Regions from separate parts of the Ovis aries genome. Here region 1 is linked to region 2. The links are chromatin contacts, called in public Hi-C maps. All regions are on one chromosome and are shown on one strand. Each heading gives the region's core, a stretch centred on a gene start, on an enhancer-like site or on the middle of the called end of the contact. The rest is flanking DNA. Distances are from core to core; before and after follow the strand shown. Region 1 holds the start of TNFRSF13C (TNF receptor superfamily member 13C). Region 2 overlaps CCDC134 (coiled-coil domain containing 134).

Evidence for each region. A called contact is a pair of places that touch in the nucleus more often than the background predicts.
Region 1: a contact with region 2 is called in a Hi-C map of blood, with 3 times the contacts expected there. The contact joins the promoter of TNFRSF13C here to the enhancer-like site in region 2. A contact is called at or near these places in 7 of 16 Hi-C or Micro-C datasets (blood, hypothalamus, retroperitoneal adipose tissue and 1 more).

What each region holds. Positions count from the first base shown.
Region 1 is chr3:218,764,019-218,768,489 of ARS-UI_Ramb_v3.0, forward strand. It overlaps TNFRSF13C (TNF receptor superfamily member 13C), which reads right to left and starts at 1,596. Exons shown (of 3, transcript XM_042247807.1): 1 at 1,408-1,596; 2 at 792-1,046; 3 at 1-277. The coding sequence starts at 1,543. The coding sequence ends at 96.
Region 2 is chr3:218,656,303-218,660,825 of ARS-UI_Ramb_v3.0, forward strand. CCDC134 (coiled-coil domain containing 134) reads left to right here. Exons shown (of 8, transcript XR_006059491.2): 7 at 3,819-4,023. Among named protein-coding and RNA genes, the nearest start is that of CCDC134, 12 kb to the left of the region's middle. Within about 2 kb of position 1,554, at least 3 of the 54 cell types and tissues checked have an H3K27ac peak or open chromatin away from gene starts, as enhancers often do.

The sequences.
Region 1 (4,471 bases), core at 346-2,845, 110 kb after region 2:
ACAGTGGGCGCCGGAGTGAAGAACTGAATTCAACCTTCGAGTCCAGCTGGTGGCCCATAGAAAGGGTGGGGGCCGCCTCCTGCCCTCCTCGGTCGCTACTGTAGCTCAGGCCCGGTCGTCTTGGTGGTCACCAGCTCAGTGGAACCCAGCTCTGTGGCTGGCACAGGGACGCTGTGGGTAGGTGGGGTGGCCGCTGGGTCTTCACTGGGCAGAAGCCAGATGGGAGCCGTGGCATCCAGGGTTCCGGGGGAGAGTGTGGTATCAACATCCAGGGGCTCTGGGGTGGAGAGAGTTGTGGGTGGTGCAGGGTCAGGATTGGCTCGCAGCCGTCCCCACCCCCTGTTCTGGAAGCCTCCCTGGCGGGACAGCCCTCTGACTGATGGGAGAGCAGTCAGCTGATAAAGCCCCACTGGTGGGATGGGGAGGGGTGGCACGTGATGGGCCCTCAGGACGGGAAGTTTCTAGAGCTGGCTGGCAAAATGCCAGTGCTGACAGAGGGCGAGGAGAGGTGGGAACCGGTCTGCCTGTCCCAGAGAGAGGGCGGGACAGGCCACCCCCACCCCCAACTGGGCTCCCCAGCCTTGGATTTCTTCTTCACACAGGTCTGGGACGCTAGAGCTGTGTCCCTCGCCTGGATTGCCGGTCTCTGGTCGGACTATTTCTCTCCCCTCGGCCTTGCCTCCTTCAGACCATCCCTCCCCGTTCACCCAGACCCCCTCGGACCCCTCAAGGATCATGCCTCCCCTCCGACGGCCCCCAACCCTCTCCGGTCCCCTAGACGAGGAACTTACTGTCTGGGTCTCCGTCCGGGGCCTCCGCGGCCTCCGGAGCCTCAGGGACCACCGCCGCGCCCGGCTGCCGCCGCCGGCGCTTCCAGGTCACCAGCCCGATCAGGGCCAGGGCCAGCGCCAGGCCCAGCAGCGCGGGGGCTCCGAAGAGCAGCGCCGGGAGCGGCAGCGCCGCTTCGGCCTCCGCGGGGGTCCCGGGGCCCGCCGACTCCTGCGGCTGCAGCGCCGTCCCGGGCGCCAGGCTGCTTGGGCCGCCTGCTGGAGGGGACGGGCAGGGGGAGCAGGGGGCGGAGGGGAGGGGGGCGTGGGGAGGGGGAGGGCCGGAGGAAGGTGAGGCTGGGCCGCGGAAGGGGGGGACGGCCGGGCGGGGCAGCGCAGGCCGAGGGGCGAGAGGGGGCCGTGAGGGCCACGCGCCGACGGCTGGTCCCCCCTCCAGGCCCCCGGCTCACATTTCCCACCCCACCTCGCCAGTTAACCCGAGACCCCGCCCCTCCCCACAGTCCCGGGACAGGGCGGCGGCGGGGGTTGGGGGGGGCCTGCCTGCGACTCCTAGCATCCCCCTCCCTCCCGCTCCAGGGCGGCCCCGTGCGCGCGCCATGCGGCGCGGCTCGACTCTTACCCAGCCTAGGCTCCGTCGTCCGGAGGAGACTGCAGGCCACACAGTTGCGGACCAGCGGGTCGAAGCACTGGGTCTGCAGGCACTGCGTGGGTGCCGGCCGGTCCTTGCCCCGCAGGCTTCTCCGCCCTCGCGGCATGCTGCCGGAGCCTCTAGCCTTCTGCGCATACCCCCCGCCGCCGGGACGAGTCTGGCCTCTGCTGCCCCGCGGGGAGGGAACCGGGCGGGGCGCCACCCACTCCGCCCCAGCCCGCCCTCCTGCCTGCTGGAGTGGGACCACTCTTAGCCCGCGGACCAGCACCCCAGACCTTCTCTCTGTGGTTTCTCCATTCAACCATCACCCCTAGACAACCATGGGGCGGGCCCTATTCTGGGCTCTGAAATCAGGCTGGGACTGAGACCCGGGGGCTTGATCTTGGGGCACAGAGGATGGGCCCCTTAAGCAGGATACAGAGCTCTGAGGTGGCCTCCCCAAGGCCAGCCTGTAGTCCCAGGCCATCCTCACCAGTCCTCTTTCCCTTCCTGCCTCCTCCTCCGGGGAGCCCTCCTGTGCTTCTTAGGCAGCGCTGGTCAGATCCTCAAACACAACCGGAGTGCCCACACTGTCCCAGGCCCCCGGGGGACTCCCGCACTCGGAGGTGGCACTGGAGGAGGGAGTGCCTCTCTGCCGCAGCATCACTGAAGGTGATCCCCACCGGGGGACAGGGAAGCTTCGTGGACAGGGCAACTTTATGGACAGGACAAGCAGGTGTTTGCTAGATGGAGTGAGGTCCACTGGAGCAGGCAGTGTAAACAAAGGCCTTCGGCCAAATCCAAAGGCCAGGTAGTGTTGGGACCAGAGGGCGGGGCTGGGGCTTTGACTGAGAGAAGCCAAGACTGGCTGCACGGGCACTGGGGCGCCATGGAGGGCTTTCAGCAGGAAGTGTCCCAGTCAGACCTGCCTGTTAAGCACTGGCTGGAACAGAGTGCATAGATGGGTTAGGTCCAGGGATAGCTCAGTCTCTAGCTCTTAAGCAAGAGGGAGACTCAGACCAACCAGTAAACAGATAGACAGACCAAGGCCCAGGAGGCGGTAGGCAGCCCACCCACCTCGACTTCTTTTTCCCAGGGCTGTGTGTGTCCAGGCTGCTCACCCCTCTGTCTCATCAAGGCCCCTTCTGTCTCTCTACTCCCTAGTGTTTGGGGCAGCCCCACCTGACTCTCACCTGTGTCTCTCGGGCCGAGTCTCAGGCAGACACACAGCCCCCTTGGCCTTCCTGGACAGATGCTGGACCCCCTACCTGGAGTGGCGGGGGGCCGAGGCTAGCAAAGAGCCTCAGGAAGGAGCATGGACTTGGTGCCCTCGTGGTGGGCCGTACCAGACCCCTAAGCACGCAGGGCTGGAGGTGCACAGAGGAAAGAGTAACTGTCCAGGGAGCAGGGAGGGGACTCAGGGCCAGGAGTAGATCTTTAGTGGCTCAAGCAGGAGGGAAACCTTGCCGACAGAAGGTGGGACGGACAAGTTCGCAAGCAAGAGAGGGGCAAGGGGAAGCTTGGCTGCTGCCTTGGGGGTCCGGGCCAGGCCTCGAGCCACAGGCCCTGGGGGGGGTGAGGAGCCCCAGGAGGTGTTGGAGTGGGTGAGATTCTTTGAGCTGTGCCTTCAAAGGGACCCTCTGCCTGCTGCTGTGGAGCTGCAGCCTGGCCAGGGTGGGCAGCGCAGCAAGGAGGCTGGCACCACAGCCCAGGGCCGGGGAACAAGCCAGCAGTTGTTCCGGAGGAAAGAGGGACGTGATGGAATGAGGGGAGTGGGGCTAGGCCGCCCCCAGGTTTCTGGCTTCAGAAACTCAGACAGCCGGCCTTCAGGAGACCAGGGCCCACTGCCTCTCCGTCCCCTGCCTACGGGCCAGCAACTCCATGGCAGGAAGGTGTAGGCGGTGGGGCAACTGCAAAGGAGAAGTGGGCCTGGGGTGGGGGTGTGGGTGTAAGTGTGGGTGTGTGTTGAGGGGGTGGGGGAGCCAGGAGCCGGCCCAGGAGCCAGGGCAGGGCAGGCCCTCCTGGGGGGCAGAGGGGCAGGGGCAAGACTGGAAGACTGGGTCCCCCTCCCCACCCCATCACTACTGATGCCGCTATTACCTGTTAGCCGTGGGACTGCCGAGCCCTTAATAGCGTCAGGCATCTCTTCTAACCTCTGTGTGTGTGTGCTCTTGGCGACCCCACGGACTGTAGCCTGCCAGGCTCCTCTGTCCTTGGGATTTCCACGAATGCTGGAGTGGGTTGCCGTGCCCTCCTCCATCCAGGGGCTCTTCCTGACCCAGGGATCGAAACAGCATCTCTTGTGTCTCCTGCCTTGGCAGGCTTGATCTTTACCTCTGTGCCACCTGGGCAGCCCCTTCTTAGAAGCTGAGTGCTGAACAATTGGGCAGAGGGAGCTGAGTCTCAGGAACCTTGGGGAGAACCTATGCCTGCGGGACAGGAGGGCCAGGTCTGGGGTCGTGTACACCAGCCACCCCTGCACGGGCGGCCCTGGGCCTCTGTCTTCCTGCAGCCGCTCTGACCCTGGTGGAGAGCAGAGGAGGTGACCGGCAGGGCCTCAGGCCATTCGGGGAGAGTGGCGCTTGGTGGCGCAGGCCTCCTGGAAGGAAAGAGGTCCTCACTGAACACACAGGCTTCCTGGGTGCCTTCTGCGTGCCTGCAGAGGCAGGGACAGGGGACAGAGCTGGCGACAGGACTCGTGTGGATGGAGCCTGCAGGGGGCCTGACTCCAAACCTTTTCACTTGTGCTTCCTAAATAGGGAAGCAGGGAGACCTTGAATCTCTGTTCGGATGACTTAGGGGTTAAGAAATTTCGGGACTTTCCTGATAGGCCAGTGGTTGAGACTCTGAGCTTCCACTGTAGGGGGCACAGGGTTGAATTTCTGATCAGGGAACTAAGATCCTACATACTACGTGCTGCCACAAAAAAAAAAAAGAGAGAGAGAGAGAGAGAGAGAGAGAGAGAAATTTCACCATCAGACTATGGTAGAAGTTTATTCCTCAGTGTATTTTTTCATATCCTCTGAAGTCAAATTTATTACTTTTAAAAATTCAC
Region 2 (4,523 bases), core at 304-2,803:
GTGCCAAGGCCCTGAGTTGGAAGCGTATTTGGAAGGGCAGGAGCATGGGAAGGGGAGGTCAGAGTCGTAGGCCAGGTCATAAGATCCTTGCAGGTCTTCTCCAGGGCTTTGGTGTTTACTCCGGGACACAGAGGAGCAGGGTGAGGGGCTCTGACTTAGCTCTTTTAGGGGTCAGCCTGGCAGCCGCGTGGCAAATACTGTGAGGACCAAGGTGGAGACAGATCCTGGTGAGGAGACCGCTGTGCTGGTCCGTTTGGAGTTGACAGTCCATTGGAGTTAACAGCTGGTCCATCTGGAGTTAACAGTGGCTTGAACCAGGGGGACAACAGTGGGGCTGTTGGGAATGGTGAGATTTTGGTTCTGTTTTGAAGGTAGAGCCAGTAAAATTTACTAAGGAAGCAAATATGGAGTGAAAGAGAGGCATTAAGGATGACTTGACAATTTTGGAAGAATGGAGTTGCTATTTTCCACGAGATGGGCAAAGTGGTGGGGCGAGGTTGAGGGCTGGATTGGGGATCAGTGCCTTGTTTCTGGACCTAATGGGCATCTGAATGAAGATGTCAAGGAGGTAACTGATTTTGACTTGACTGATGTCAAGGAGGAGGACTAGATTTCAGGGGAGAGCTTATTAAAGCCAGAGCTACAAATGTGAGAGTAATGCCGATGACAGACCATGTCCCATCACTCCAGGGGGCAGGGGTCAGGGCAGGTAGAGTGGTGGTCTGAGGACCAAGGCCTGGGATGTGCCTGCAGTTAGAGATGGGAGAGTGAGGAGGAGCTCACAGAGCACCCCAAGAGGGATCAGTCAGTGGAGCAGTAGCAGACCCAAGAAGGAATTGGTTCCCTGAGGCCACATGACAGGAAGGAGAGAGTGGACGTGCCATCGGACACCGCTGGAGGGTCAGGAAGTGGGGCTGAGAATCGGCTACCGAACTTAGCGTGGAGACCAGCCCTCAGAGAGCTGGGTAAAAGCTCTTTTGGTCGAGTGGTGGGGATAAAAGACTGAGTTTCAAGAGAAGGAAATGAAAGGAAGTAGACTCGTCCTGTCAAATACAGCTGACTCTTTTGAAAATTTACTCTTTTTTTTTTGTTTTTAATGTTTCAGGTGTGCAGCGTAGTGATTCAGTATTTTTACAGGTTCTACTCCATTAAAACTTATTACAAGACAGAGGCTGTAATTCCCTGTGCTGTGCAGTATATCCTTGTTACCTGTTGTAAAGAGATGTGTTTTCAAGGGGAGCAGACCCAATGGGAGACTAGCTGGAGGAGGGCGTGGGTTCCTGGGGAAATCTTAGTCGGATGGGAGAGACCACACCACGTTTGCATGTTGAGGGGACCCACCCATGGCAGGGGTGGGGAAGAGCCCCCGGTGCAGGGGTAGGAGAGTCTCTGGAGCTTCATCCCTGAGGAGGTGAGGAGGGAGAGAGGCGAGCTGTTGCCTGGGGGAGGGTTGGCCTCACCTGGAAGAGCAGCGTGGGCACAGCAGCATGGGCCCATGGGTGTGGCGGCGGGGGCTCACGGAAGCTGTCTCCTTAGTGTCTCCATTTTCTGTGAAACAGGAAGCGAGGTCACGGTCTGCGAGTGAGGAGGGGAGGAGAGATGGAGGCTCGAGGAGAAGGTCTGTCTAGGAGAGCAGGGCAGGGAGTGGACCAGGGCAACATCCTGGGTTGCCAGGCAGCAGGGAGGGCCCGCTGGAGGTCAGCATCCGAATTTAAAGTAGGCATTAGCCAGGCCCAGCTGGGAGGAGAGCCAGAAAAGGACTAGGTGTTGTTTCTCTGCTGACCCAACCTGCTGGGGCTGGAGGGGCCAGGATCTCTTGACTGGTCCTTCCCCAGCCAGAGCCAGAGGATGGGGTCTTCTGTGGCCCGAGGGGTCTCCTGGCTCCTCCTTGCTTCCCAGGAGGATCTGAAGTAACTGGTAGGGATAGGAGGCAGTGTGATCAGGGAAGCACGGGGCAGGGAGCTTGGGAGGCTTGGGGGCTGGTCCCAACTGGGACTAGCTGTGTGACTTGTGCAGATCATTTACCCTCTCTGGGCTGCACTTTGGCTTCATCCCATCTTCCAGACTTGTTCAATCTAACACAGTAGGTGGATTACTCCACAAGGTGGAGCTCCTAGTTTGTTTTTAACATCTGCCTTGACCAACCATCAGATTTACCATATGAACAAGTAAAAGGGGCATATTTCCCAACAGAGTTATCTGAGTTGTGGATATTACTGTATTTCATACTCTAACATGATTCATTCATTCATTTAGAAAATACATACTAAGCGCTGCCTGTCGGCCCATCAGACCACACTGGGGGCTTGTGTCACAGTGAGCGGCACCCCACACTATCCACCTGTCCTTGGGGAGAGTGTGATCCAGTGAGGGCAACAGGCACGAAGCAGGTGTCACAGAAGCAGGTGGTTGCAGGGGAGAAGCACTGAGAAGGAACTGGAGGAGACAGCCCCAGCCGGGAAAGTCAGGGCAGGAGTCACCCTAGGGATGGGAACCGCTGAGCTGCAGCTACTGTGGCAAAGAGAGTGGGGGCCGGGAAGAGCGTTCTGGAACTGGGGCACAGCAGGGAACAGAGGGCTGGAAGTGGGCACAAAGGAACCCAGGAGCCAGAAATGAGGCGGGAAGGGGGGTGGGCAGGGTGGGCCTGCAGATAGAGCTGTGTGGAGAGTCAAGGAAGTGTTTCAGCAGGAGTCCGATTTACATTTTGAAAATATCTGACTGCAGCGAGGAGAATGGCTTCAGAGGGACCAAAGTGGGTGTGGAGAGACCCTGGGATGTGCCGAGGTTTATCAGGAGATGTGTAGGGGGGTGGTGATGGGGTTAGCGATATGATAGGTGAGACAGAAGAGATGGATTCAAGACTTAGGGGTTAAAATGGGCCAGACCTTGGCAATGGACTGTGAGGGGTTTGGACCTGCGGCTGGGGAGTTGGGGGGCGAGTGGGGGCGATGCTTGGTCTCTGCCCTACTTGCTGACTGGAATGTGGGACTCTGCTGTTCACAAGGACACGGACTCTGGAAGGGGACTGGGTTTTGGGGAGATGGAGCCATGCTGAGTTCGGGGCACATGTGCACACGTGTGGAGGTGTCAGATAGGCATTTAGATAGGGAGATGCAAATCTGAGGGGTGACGGACTGTGGAGGTGCGACAGAAGCCCTGGGTTCAGATGAACCGGTCTGGAGAGTCGGGGAGGAAGAGCTGAGGGCCTGGGGGTTGCCCCGGCCAGAGTCCTGTCCTCCTCCCACCCAGCACGCCCCGTGTTCCTTTCTTCTCACTGGGTACCACCCTGCACCCACTAGGGAAGCCACAAGCCTGGGCATCACTGTCATCATCTTTCCATCTCTTTCCAAGTCTGGCAGTTTAACCTCTGATACAGCTGCTTCCTATATACTCCCTTGCCTACAGCTTGCAGCTTGTCCGCAAGCAGTAGGACCCCTGTTGTCTTACACTCGCTGACTGCCCCCTCCCACAAAAGGCTCTGGGGGCCCATGCTGGGTCTTGGGCACTCAACCCCTTTTACCCCGAGTGCAGTCTGTCACTTGTTTCTCAAATGTGCTGTGCAGGTTCAGCACCTGTCCCTCTTCCTGGAATGTCCTCTTCCCTCGCCCTGTTGGCTTGGCAAGCGCCTGCTTAATCTTTTGAGACCCACTCAGCAGTTTTCCCTGAGCCCATTTACTAGCTCCATGTCCGTGGGCTTCCCTAAAGGCCAGGGCCTGTGTCTCAGTGACCTTCCTGTACCCACAGCCGACAGCAGCCTAGCTCAGAGCACACTCTTTGCTGCCAACTGACCTAATAGACCTCTCTGCTTTTCCCCTCAGTTCATCTCCAGCACTGACCCTTTCCAGAAGGCCTTGAGGGAAGAGGAGAAACGCCGGAAGAAAGAAGAGAAGAGGAAAGAGATCCGAAAAGGCCCTCGGATCTCAAGATCACAGTCTGAGTTATAGCCCTGGAACGGGCCAGGGCTCACGGGACCAGGAGGCGGCCAGTTGGGAGGAAAAGAAGAGTGCAGACGCGTAGCTGATGGTGAGCGCTGGTGCCTTCAGAGAGGAGGCCAGAGTCTGCTTGGCCCCCTGGGGCTGGCTCCAAGCCCTCACTGAAGGGACTGGGCCACAGAGGGCTGGACTTCCTCCCAGGGACCTCCCCGGAGGGGTGCCAAGGGATCTTCCAGAGGGCACTGTTCTGCAGACCTAACCCTGTGGAGATGCTGGGGGAAGCAGGAGGGATCCTGGGCTGGACTCCTTCCCCCACCACTGTGGGTTTGGACCGCTGGCCCGCTGGCAGCCGCTCCTCACGAGGAGGCGGCAGAACTAGGCTCTGAGCCATGTGCAGAGGTGTCACGCCTGCTGCTGGCCCCACTGTGTCACTGAGTTGCCGGGCACAGATCCTAGCCCCCTGCAGAGAAAATAAAAGCCAGCAAATGCTCTGGGCTGACCGAGGCTGGTTTGGGCCCCAGGGAGATGTGAGCCTCTCCATGGAGCAGGTGAAGGGGGCCTGGGCAGGGGTGTCAGGGGCCCTCAGCTATA